Linked DNA regions of Mus musculus: regions 1, 2 and 4 are each linked to region 3. The links are chromatin contacts, called in public promoter capture Hi-C maps. All regions are on one chromosome and are shown on one strand. Each heading gives the region's core, a stretch centred on a gene start, on an enhancer-like site or on the middle of the called end of the contact. The rest is flanking DNA. Distances are from core to core; before and after follow the strand shown. Region 1 holds the start of Fxyd5 (FXYD domain-containing ion transport regulator 5). Region 2 holds the start of Alkbh6 (alkB homolog 6). Region 3 holds the start of Dmkn (dermokine). Region 4 has its middle 13 kb from the start of Fxyd3.

Region 1 (2,700 bases), core at 94-2,593, 280 kb before region 3:
CTGTGCAAGAACTCACTGTGTGGCCCAGGCCAAGCTTACACTCAGAGTCATCCTCCTGCCTCAGCCTCCCAAGTGCTGGGGTTACAGGTGTGAACTATTGAGGTGGCTTCCCATTAAAATCTTATGACAGCCAGGTGGGAGCTGTGCATGCCTTTAGTCCTAGTAGGAGACAGAGGCAGGCAGGTCTACAGAGAGTCCCATGACAGCCAAGGCTACACAGAGTAACCCTGTCTCAATGGGAGAAAAAAAATAAACTTATGACAACGAGTAGTGCTTAAAGAACTAAGTATAAATGGGGGAGACTTCATGAGAAAACTACATCATGTTTCATATATTCTTAATGAGATTTAAGAACATCACGGGTATCTCTCTGTGGTGCTGGAGCAGGATGGAAGGAGGTGTTTGGTCCAGCCTTAGCTGGGCAGAAGAACAAAGGTAGCCTGTCCTGGAGGACACCTGCTAGATGCCTAGGTTGTCTGGAGCATATGTAGAAAAGAAGCCTGGAGTATAGCATGAGGTGGGGGCTCTTCCAAGGAGACTTTAAGCCTCCCAAAACACTCAGGTCAGCCTTGGGTGTCCACCACAGCTGGATTCCCTTTCTCCATTGCTTGAGATGGGGCAGACAGTAGCTATGAAGATTTCCCTGCAGTGACCAGATATCAGGAGTCAGGAAGACATGAGGATCCCCCAAGAGCTAAAGGGCAGCCATCCTTGGACTCTGATTCTTTCCCTCCTTAGGTCAGTAACTTGAGTTCTCTTCTGTTCCTAGCCCCTGGAGGTGGCGGTGTGTAGGATCCTCTGCAGATTTCCACTGCTGTCCCTGGCCAGAGTGCAGGAACCAGAGGACCCAGAGAAGGCGGTGGGGACCCAGCCTGGCGCCAGGGAGTGTGCCCCCAATCAGCCGCCAGACCCACCCCAAGGCCGGAGCCAATGCACCCCGCTCTCCCTCCCCAGGCCTTGGCAACAACGATCCTATTTGTACCCTAGACCCAGAGACTCAGGCCTCCAGCTCCTGGGATCCAGGAGTCCATCCCCAGTCCCCTGGGATCCTAGTGTCCCTCCCTCCTGCATCTCCTGGTCTCCTTCTCCAGGACCTTCCCAGCTTCCCCTCAGGGTCCACATCTTGAGCTTAATAAATGTGCATTCGTTTTTTCCCCCCGTTCTGTCTGTGTATTGTCGTCTGTGGGCACCAGAGGACTGGGTGGGAGGCTGAGTTGATTGTCCTTTTCCCCCCTCCCCACTCCCCCCTCCTTCTCTTCCTCCTCCTCCTCCCTCCAGGGTCTCCTCCCTCTCATTACATCCTTCCTTCCACACCTCACCCAAGGGTCTTCCCTTCTCTGCACCTTGCCCCCATCTGCGTCCCTCAGATCCTCGAGTGGAGGCCACCGCCTTCAGTCCCCCACCATCCTCCTCCTCCCCAGCTCCCACCCCTGCCTGTGGGGCCTGGAAACGAGAGAGGAAATGACTGGGACGCTCTGGTCCCCGCCTGCCTGCGTCCGCGCCCGCCCGTGGCCACACCCTCCACCCTGAGGCAGCTCCCACGCGGTACTCTGACACTTCAGTCTGGAGATCTCCGGCTCAGATGTAAGTCCCTCTTTTGCTCTATTGCTCTGGGCCACACACGCAGGTGGGAAGCTGCTTGGGAGGAGAAGAGAAGGATCTCGATGCCTCTCTGCCTCGTATTCACTCTGTGGGCACCTTTTCTGCCTCAGTCTCCCTAGAGCGCCTCCATTGCGGGCAGACAGGTCCCTCTATGATCTGCCCATCACGGGTGCTGGGCGCGGTGGTGCCTGCAGGGCAGCCGGACACCAGCTCACTTTTTCCTTTGAGAGCAGCCCTGCGTTAGTCACCCTTCCTGTTCCCCTCCTGGCCCCGCTGCTCTGGGCTCCTGCCCTCGAGGGAGCAGACACAGCGGGCCACTGGCTTCCTCCACTCAGGAACCATGGGTCGGGAGGATCAGTTCCAGCTTTAGGAGGAGGGAGCGGCATCTTTGCCTCAGGGGTGTCAGGAAGCCAGGCTCGCCTGATGCTTCTGGCTTTCTTTGGGGATCAGCTCCTGGAAGAAGGGGATGGTGGCCTGAGACGGAAAAAAAAATCTCTCCCCAAAGGCAGATACCAGAGGGTCCTTGAGACCAGACGCCTGCTCCAAAGAGGCTGCGAGGGGGTGGGAGGGTGCGGAGGGGCTATGCCTTACCTTTGCCTCAGCTTGTCCCACAGATGTCACTGTCCAGTCGCCTGTGTCTCCTCACTATTGTCGCCCTGATTCTGCCCAGCAGAGGTAAGACACCACCACCACCACCCCTCGCCCCAATCCAGCTCCAGGAGGCAGCTAGATGGGTGATTGCAAAGCTCAAATACTGGGTACCATCTTCTCACTCTACTCCCTCGCCAACCCCCACCGAGTGAGCGAGCACCAGGAAGTGGGATTGGCGAGGCAGGCTCTGGGTAGCACCCTCTTTGGACACTTTTGAGCTCGGGTGATCCAGAGGGTCTGACTGGAGCCTGTCCTGCTGAGCATCCTCCCTTTCACCTCTGAGAAGAACTTGCTGAGTTTGACTTGGCTGGGAGATTGGTGTCAGTTTTCTACTCGGCCGCCAGGAAACCCCAGGCTCCAGGCAAAGCAGAACTGATGGGTTTTCTGAGAATACAGTTGGGCAAAGGGGTCCAAGCTGGGGCTCAGAGACCCTCACTCTGGCCTGGA
Region 2 (2,700 bases), core at 64-2,563, 460 kb after region 3:
GAAAGAGGTACCTGTCGAAGCAAATATTCCTCTTCTTCCTTGGAGATGAAGTCAGGGACATAGTAGATTAGAGGTGGCGCCTATAAAATTAAGAACTACCGTTGGGACAGTGGTTCTCAACCTGTGGGTCGCGACCCCCTGCTGACCATCACGAAGTACAGACCTTTACATTATGATTCATAAAATAGTTATGAAGTAGCAACAAAGATAATTTTATAGTGGAGGGGAGAATCACCACAACATGAGGAACTATATTAAAGGGTCCCAGCGCTAGCAAGGTTAAGAACAGCTTTGCCCAACACAGGGATCCTATCGTGACTGGGCAACCTTTCCCTTTGGAGAGAGACTTGGGATGGCCTATGAAACTGCATATTGGAAGTGGGGCAGCCGGCTATACTCTGAGGAGAGCTGGGGCAGTCCAACCAAGAGACCCAGGAATGAGTCTGTCACTCCACCCACCTCACACCCATCGTTCCCACATTCCTCTACACCCCAGCCTTTTCAACCTGTTCCACCCTGAAAGGTTCCAGTGCTGGGACCCTGGCGTCCTGCTCCTCCATGGATACCAACTCCTTGTGCGCCGTCCTGTGGGGAGGAGGAAGTCACTAAGCCTCCTATCTTCAAGCTGTGACCAGCCTTCCTTCCAGCCCATTAGGGGCCAGACCCTACCCTCAGACTTCCTATAAACTCCAATCTTCAACGCTGGAGTCTTCAGTTTCTCAAAGCCACCCGAAGATCACTCCCCGTCCCGCGACCCCCATTTCCCAGCCCGGATATCAGCAGTCAGTAAAATCCTCCATCGCTCTGTCCACCGTTGCCCACCAAAGTATACGTGAATCTTCTTCCCAAGCATCACAGAGAACGCGCCCACACATGAAGCCTCTCTCGAATGCAATCGTAAGCACAGGTCCCTCCGAGCCTAAAGACCCTCCCTCCTCTCACCTCGGCTCCTTCACATCTCCCATTCTGAGCTTTCTCAGACTTGTCCACTCCCAGCTTCCTCTTATCTCCCCACTCAGAACCCACTTCAGCACCCTCAGATCTGAGCCAGATTGCCAAAGTTTCTTCCCCTGTAGAACCTCTCAGACCCTGAGTGTCAGGATTCCACACTGAGCCCCCTAGAGCTCTCACCCTGAGTCGCCTTAGACCTCCACATTCAGTCCTTTGGACACTCACTCCTACCGCTCCCCCCGTCCCCAAGACTCCCCTCTCTCCCCAAAATAAATCTGACCGTCTACAGCGTCTTCTCGGATATCCAGACTCAACGCGCGCATCCTCGCACGCCCCCCCTGCCACTTCCGCCAAGCATTACTGACGCAGGAAGGTTTAGACCACTGGGCATACTCAGAGAACCTAAGGGCCCGCCCTCCAGCCTATCCACGCTCTCACTCAGCATCCGCCATCCTCGCTCAGGCATAGGTTGTGTCCTAAACTCAGGCGGGACTTCGCCTGGTTCCTACCAATCAGTACTCCAGAACCTAACAGACCTGCGTGTCCTTGTGGACTCAGTTGAGACCCACAGCGAGGGCGACTGCAGGAAAGGAGCGTGAAGGGCTTAGCCTTCTGCAGGTCAAGTTGTAAGTCCTATGTCACTGACACAGGGACAGGACATTAAACAAACAAACAAACCTTCTGCCATTCTTACCCAGCAAGGGCACAGGGTCAATGCAGTAACCCCCCAGTGACCTGACACAAGAAGGCCATAGAAACGTCTTTATTGAAGAGGACAGGAGTCATGCTGATTTTAGGGACATGCAGTGAAGGGGCAGTCGTGAGCTGTCCTTGGTGGTCAGGGCCCCAGGTCTGCTCTGGACCTATGGGGCCCTCAGGTTCTCCCGCAGGCTGTTGGTCTGGCCCAGGAGCTGTGAAGTCCTTTGGGGCCAATGACTCAGATTTAGTGTCTTGGACCTGTGACCGGAAGGTAGATTGAAGTAGGGACTCCATGACTTGGGGTCCTGTTAGAGCCCTGGGGCCCTGCACATATTAGTAATCAGAGATTTGGGACTTGGGGGTTCCCTTGAAGCTGGGGCCCATGGAATTTGGAGGTTGAGAGATTAGATGATCCATGGACTAAGAGTATTAGAGTCCTCTATCCTTGTTCCAAAGATGGGACTTCCTGTTTGGGGTCTCCTGGTGCCTGGGAGTCAGGTTTGAGATGCCCTGAGAGCCTGGCAACAGGGTCCTTCCTCCCAGTCCTTAGGACCTTGTAGTTGGGGTTTCCTGAGGGCTTGGGATTGGGGTCTTAAGTTTGGGATTCCCTGGGGATTTGAAGATTCTGTTACTTGGGTAGGGAAGTCCTGGGAATTAGAAATTTGGGGTCTTCTAGAGATCGTGGGGCTTGGAGGGATGGGAAATTTGGGGACATATATAATATATATTCTCTCTGGAATTTGAACTCCCCAGAGTTCTAGAATGGGGCCTCCAAATTTGGGGATTTCCCCCCAAAGGGGGGAAGTTATCACTTTAAAAAATAGAGAATTTTCTGGGAGCCTTGGCCAGCACAGGGACTGTGGGCCATGTGGGGTGGGCTTCATACAAGGCACTGGGGGTTTCTCAGGGTACAGAGGGCAGGAAGACTTGCTGTCCTGTAATTCATGCTTCCAGGACGGTTTTGGTGTTTGTAAATTGGGGTGAGTGGGCCGACTAAGTGGGTGTCTTGTTCAGGGGTGAGAACAGGGACTTAAGTGAATGGGGGGCATC
Region 3 (2,700 bases), core at 171-2,670:
ACCCTCACCCCCACCCTCAGAAAGCATTGTATCCCGCCTTCCCAGAGCCAAACCAGAGACAGCACTCCTCTTACCCCAGAGTTACTGAAGCTTTCATGGGAGCCAGAAGGTGGGGGGTTGGTACACTGTGGATGGAAGGGGATGTCATGAGGGACGAGATGTCAAAACGACCTCCACAGGCCAGGCTTCTCTTGCTGCCTGTGGCTTGGCTTTCTTGCCCCTTTCCAGTTCCCTCCCTCTTCCCTGGCTTGTGACCTCCACTCTCCCCCCCTTCCTCCTCCCCTTCTATTCATCCCTGCCACTGTGTCCCGTGCACACTTCTTCTTACCCCTGAGTTCTGGTTGTTGCCTCTCACTGTCCCGTAGCCAGGCTGAGCCACAGCTCCCTGCATGGAGGCAGAGACCAGAGACCGAGTTTAGGATCCAGAAATAAGGAGGGGTGGAGAGAACAGGGTTGAGGGATGGGTCTGGGTAGTGACTTTACCTGGGCATTGGTTTCATAGTTGAGTGGTCCGCCATTGCCACCCTGACCCACAGAGCCACCCAGAGAGTTAGTCCCATAGTTGCCTCCTGAGGCCCAGGGTGTCCCTTGAGGACCAGGATTGCCCTGGACTCCAGCACCACCTTGAGAGCCATATGCGCCATGACCTCCAGATGTCCCCTGCAAAGACAATACACCAGTCCTTAGTCTGACAACCATGAGAGAGGGAATCAGAACCATCAGGGAGAGAAGGAAGGGGGAGGGGGGACCATGCAGGAAAGAGAAGATTCATGACAACAATAGAAACTATCTCTTCACCCTCTGATCCATCTCCAGGTTCTTGACCCAGCCACCCCCACCCCCTGTCCGCACACCCGGCTTCCCAGCCACTCACCCAGGACCCAGCGTTGTGGACAGCATCTACCCCTTGGCGAATGATATCCTCAGCCTGTCTGCCAATCTCATTCCCAGCGTTCCCCAGAGATCTTGCTGCTTCCCCAAGCCGGTGCTCAAAAACATCGCCTCTGCTCCCCATCAATGTGGAGCCACCTTCCTCTCCGTGCCCCTGGCCTAGGGCATTCTGGATTCCAGAGCTGGCTGCTTCTTTAGCCCCTTGGCCCACAGCCTCTCCAATTCCATGGCTAATGGCATCTCCTGCTCCATGGGCAGCACTTGCCCCTGTGCCCTCCCCTCCACTGTGCAGCGGGTTAGCTGCCCCACCACCCAGACATAGGGCCAGCAGGAGGCAGGCCAGAGAGCCCTGTAGCTTCATCTCTGCCCAGCTCCCTCTCTCCTCTGAGGATGTCTGCAGCCCAGTCTATTTGTTCCCTTCTTTCTTCCTCTGGGCTGAGACCTTTTCCTTTCCTTCCTTGCTTCCTTATTCTCCTTCCCCAGGACCCACAGCCTTCTCTCTCTGTTCCCAGACTTCCCTGCTTTCCAGAGTCTTTCTTCTTGCCACTACCCCTTATACTGTAGGTTGGGAAAAGGTAACAGGGCTGGGCCGCTTAAGATCCCTCCTCCAGTGACTCAGGGCCTATCCACAGATAGGGTAATGAAGCTTAATTGTGAGCGAGAGCTTGTGTTGAAACAGAGAGAGCTCTCCGGAGCAGGCCATCGGGAGGGAGGGGAAAGAATAAGATGAGACGGATGCAAAAGTGTTCCAGTTGCCTAACCTCAGGAATTTGGGGCACAGGGTGGGGACAGGAGCATCTAAGGAGATAGGTGTTGTTGTCTTTTGGAGGCGGCAGGGTGGGGGTACTTAGGAAGCAGGGCTCACAAACAGGTGAGACCCCAAGGGTATAAAGAGAGCAAAGCCACAGGATAGAGGACCCATCCCGGGTAAGCCAGCATGCACAGGGGCACGAAGACTGGAAAGAGGTGACCATTTCCAGCTCCCATCTTTCTCCTGGCATGCCTCTACCTGCAGGTGCCTGTCCTCTCACACATCCACAGTGCAGTCAGACACTGGGAATTCTAGGGCTGTGGTTAAGTTCTGAGGTTCTGGGTACCCTGGTGTTGAAGGAGTGGCATACCTCTGTTAGTGACAAGGAAGGGTTCAGGCACTGAGAGTTCAGGAGCCCAGGGTGCGGAGCAGGGGAATTGGGAGGGTCAGTCACCCCCAGGGCAAGAGTAGGCGGGAAGACCAGGGGAGGGAGAAGCTGACCTAGACACCCATCCTGTTTACCTGCATGGAAAGACATGTGTGCCTGTAAGAGCTCACAGCCACTGTACTGCTGCTTGCTCACTGCCCGAAGCCTTCCAGGGGCCAGGGCAGCCCTGGTGAGGAAAGAGGGATCAGTACAAAATATCTCTCTCTCTCTCTCTCTCTCTCTCTCTCTCTCTCTCTCTCTCTCTCTCTCTCACACACACACACACACACACACACACACACACACACACACACACACACACACACCGGTACTCGTGGCCCTCACCACTGGTCACAGTTCCAATGGGGAAACCCAAGCATCCTCCCCATATCTTGTCCCTGTTCGACAAGTGTGACTGCTTCTCTGTTCCCAGGAGCCCCAGGCCCTCCCACTTGGAACCGACTTGTAACACTGGGCTTCATCACCTAGTTAGGAGGGGCCAGTTTCCATCTACCTTTCTCAACGTCTCTCAGTCAGTCTCTCCCCACCCCAACACCCGCACCCCAACTTGTAACATCTAACACTTCTCTGCATATAAACACCATTCCTGACTGTCCCCCACTTCCACCTC
Region 4 (2,700 bases), core at 13-2,512, 330 kb before region 3:
GTGGCTCAGTGGTAGAATGCTTGCCTAACATGTGTCTTAGTTTAATCCTTAGTGTCTCTGTTTCTCTATTTCTCTGTCTCTCTCTGTCTCTCTGTCTCTCTGTCTCTCTCTCTCTCACACACACACACACACACAATGTAATAAAATTTAAAATAATTTTAAAAGATTAGGCATCGTAGTGGATATGTGGCAATGGTTGGTGAGGGTCATCGAACCCTCAGAGACCCTCCCCTAAGCTGTCAGTCACCCTCACCCCTGCCCTGCTGCTGCTGATGTTAGAGAAGAGGTAGAAATACACGCTGTGGGGCTGCCCTGGTGTCCTTCTGGGTTGATGTTAGCCAGCCCTAGAAAGCCTGACAGCCCCAGAACTTAGTTATTTGTCTACCTTGTGGTAAGACACTAGGACCAAAGCAACTTATGAAAAAAAATGTTTAATCCATGACCCACAGTTCCAGGTTAGAGTTCTTGACCATCATGGTGGGAAGCGTGGCAGCGGGCAGGTAGGCAGGCAGGCATGGCACTGGAGCAGAAGGTGAGAGCTTACATCCTGATCCAAAAGTAGGAAGCAGAGAGAGCTAACTGGAAAAGGCATGGTGTGTTTTTCTTTTCTTTTTTGAGATTTATTTTATTTTTATGTGGTGTGTGTGTGTGTGTGTGTGTGTGTGTGTGTGTGTGTGTGTGTGTGCATATGAGTGCAGTGCCTAAAATGGTCAAAAGAGGGCATTGGATCCATTGGAGTTAAAGTTGCAGGCAGTCATTCACCGCCCAACTTGGGTGTTGGGAACAAATTCTGGTTCTTTGCAAAAAGCAATGCATGCTCTTAACTGCGGAGTTATCTTTCCAGCCCCTTCCTTTCCTTTGAGTCTCACTGCATGGCATAAGCATGCGCCATCACAATTGGGGGGGGGGTGGCAAGATACTAGGGATGAGATCTGAGACCTTGTGGGCAACTAGGCCAGCAAGAGCTTTACCACGGAACTACGCTCCCAACCAAAAGCTTTCTTGACAAGATTTCTGTTTCCTTCCTAACACACATAAGCAAAGCCAGTCTAAAGAAGGCAGGGTCACAGCCCAAAGGCTCTAGGGGAGTGTGGTGGTTTGAACGAAAAGTCCCTAATTCTTGGGCATCGGAATGCTTGGTCCCCAGTTGACAGTTTGGGTAGATTTAGGAGAGGTGACCTTGCTGGAGGAAGTATGTCACTGTAGGGCAGGCTTTGAGGTTTCAAAAACCTTGCCCTGTTTCCTGTATGTGACCTGTTTCCTGTTTTCAGTGTGAGCAGTGAAATCTCAGTGGCTGCTATTCTGATCCCTGTTGTCACTCTGTCTGCAACATTAAGGGCCCTAACCCTTTAGAACCCAGAGGCCCAAATTAACCCTGTCTTCTACAAATTGCCTTGGTCATGGTGTTTTATCACAGCTTAGAAAGGTAACTAAGGCAGGGAGTGTCGGGCCTGTCCCAGGAGTCTGATAAGGGCACAGCCCTATCCTCTACATTCTATTGGTGGCTGTGGAGGGACGAATAGGTTTGGTCCCTATAAATTTATATATTTGAATGCTTGGCCATAGGGAGTGGCCTTGTTGGAGGAGGTGTGACCTGTCGTAGGAAGTGTGTCACTGTGGGGGGTGGGTTTAGAAGTCTCCTATGCTCAAGCTAATCCCAGTGTGGGACACAGTCTCCCTCTGCTGCCTGCAGATCATGGGGTAGAATGCTCAGCTACCCCTCCAGCACCTCGTCTGCCTGTGTGCTGCCATGCTTCCCGTCATGATGATAAGAGAATAAACCTCCATTTCCATCATAAACCAGCCCCAATTAAATGTTTTCCTTGATAAGATTTGTCTTGGTCCTGGTGTCTCTTCCCAGCAATAAAACCCTAACTAAGAGAGTGGCCTTGATATGTTCACCTCGGTGCCTTGAGGAGAGTGTTGCAGACTGACACTGGCTTTTTAGTCCTCTGTGACTATTGTCATGCCATATCTGCCATGAAATATGATACCTATGTTCATGCCCAGTTTTGCCTGGGTAGGGACATGGGAGATGCCCTCTGCTCCCATACGGGCTATCTCTATCATGTACATCTCCAATACCCCCAGCTTCACAAGCCAGTTGCTTGCACAGCCTAATCCTCTGAGCTCCACAATGGGGAGGATGTGTATCACTGCCTCCCTACCCAGGCTTGCCATTGAGCTGGCTGGTACATCGGTCCACACGGCAACCTGTATCTATGACCTCTGTGTGCATCCCACTGTTGGGGGTTGGTGTGCTGGTAGAGATTCTGGGCATGCCCAGTGGGGCCAGTGCACAGCCTCAGCATGCAGCCTAGGAGACACCTGACAGCTTGTGGCAAGCGGTACCTGCTCTGGATTCCACCATGCCTATTGTCTCCTTCTACCTGTCAGAGGGGTTGACACCTCTCATGGATGGGGGTGGGATTTCAGCCCTGGTTCCTTCAAGGGCTCCAACTGTACCATCGGCTGCCTTGGTGGCTCTGGATTGCTTCCCATCCTGTTGGCTCCTCCTTCAAACAAACTCTCCCAGAACATGCTTGGCAGAGCCTCAGTTTCTCCCCAGCAAGAGAAAGAGTCCTGAGGAACTCCAAACGTCAGTTCACTGTACCCGGGCTGTTTTGATTGGTTCCTTCTTGAATTTGTCCTGTGGCCTGGGAACAAGAGACTCCAATTGGTATCTGCCTGCACCAGTCT

The links. Promoter capture Hi-C pulls out the DNA fragments that hold promoters and counts their contacts.
Region 1: a contact with region 3 is called in a promoter capture Hi-C map of liver. The contact joins the promoter of Fxyd5 here to the promoter of Dmkn in region 3. A contact is called at or near these places in 16 of 39 promoter capture datasets (the C10 cell line, the HPC-7 cell line, cranial neural crest and 10 more), 1 of 115 datasets of contacts at active chromatin or transcription factors (pro-B cells) and 3 of 9 other capture datasets (adipose tissue, embryonic stem cells and liver).
Region 2: a contact with region 3 is called in a promoter capture Hi-C map of embryonic stem cells. The contact joins the promoter of Alkbh6 here to the promoter of Dmkn in region 3. A contact is called at or near these places in 5 of 39 promoter capture datasets (the C10 cell line, cranial neural crest, embryonic stem cells and 2 more).
Region 4: a promoter capture Hi-C map of hematopoietic stem and progenitor cells shows a contact between it and region 3. The contact joins the enhancer-like site here to the promoter of Dmkn in region 3. A contact is called at or near these places in 16 of 39 promoter capture datasets (the C10 cell line, the HPC-7 cell line, HPC-7-derived erythroid cells and 11 more), 3 of 484 Hi-C or Micro-C datasets (bone marrow-derived macrophages and embryonic stem cells) and 3 of 9 other capture datasets (adipose tissue, liver and macrophages).

What each region holds. Positions count from the first base shown.
Region 1 is chr7:31,040,974-31,043,673 of GRCm38.p6, reverse strand. Fxyd5 (FXYD domain-containing ion transport regulator 5) reads left to right here and starts at 1,343. Exons shown (of 9, transcript NM_008761.4): 1 at 1,343-1,584; 2 at 2,217-2,277. The coding sequence starts at 2,217. It overlaps Fxyd7 (FXYD domain-containing ion transport regulator 7), which reads left to right. Exons shown (of 6, transcript NM_022007.1): 6 at 770-1,159. The coding sequence ends at 792. All of the region lies in intron 2 of Gm38984 (a long non-coding RNA gene), which reads right to left.
Region 2 is chr7:30,307,366-30,310,065 of GRCm38.p6, reverse strand. Alkbh6 (alkB homolog 6) reads right to left here and starts at 1,313. Exons shown (of 7, transcript NM_198027.3): 1 at 1,232-1,313; 2 at 507-585; 3 at 12-80. The coding sequence starts at 560. It overlaps Clip3 (CAP-GLY domain containing linker protein 3), which reads right to left. Exons shown (of 14, transcript NM_001360763.1): 14 at 1,699-2,700.
Region 3 is chr7:30,762,476-30,765,175 of GRCm38.p6, reverse strand. It overlaps Dmkn (dermokine), which reads right to left and starts at 1,420. Exons shown (of 20, transcript NM_001166173.1): 1 at 875-1,420; 2 at 484-660; 3 at 329-385; 4 at 75-125. The coding sequence starts at 1,252.
Region 4 is chr7:31,088,438-31,091,137 of GRCm38.p6, reverse strand. No RefSeq gene overlaps it. Among named protein-coding and RNA genes, the nearest start is that of Fxyd3, 13 kb to the right of the region's middle. Within about 2 kb of position 1,262, at least 99 of the 459 cell types and tissues checked have an H3K27ac peak or open chromatin away from gene starts, as enhancers often do. A contact at or near this core is called in the HPC-7 cell line, adipose tissue, bone marrow-derived macrophages and 2 more, where this site is marked.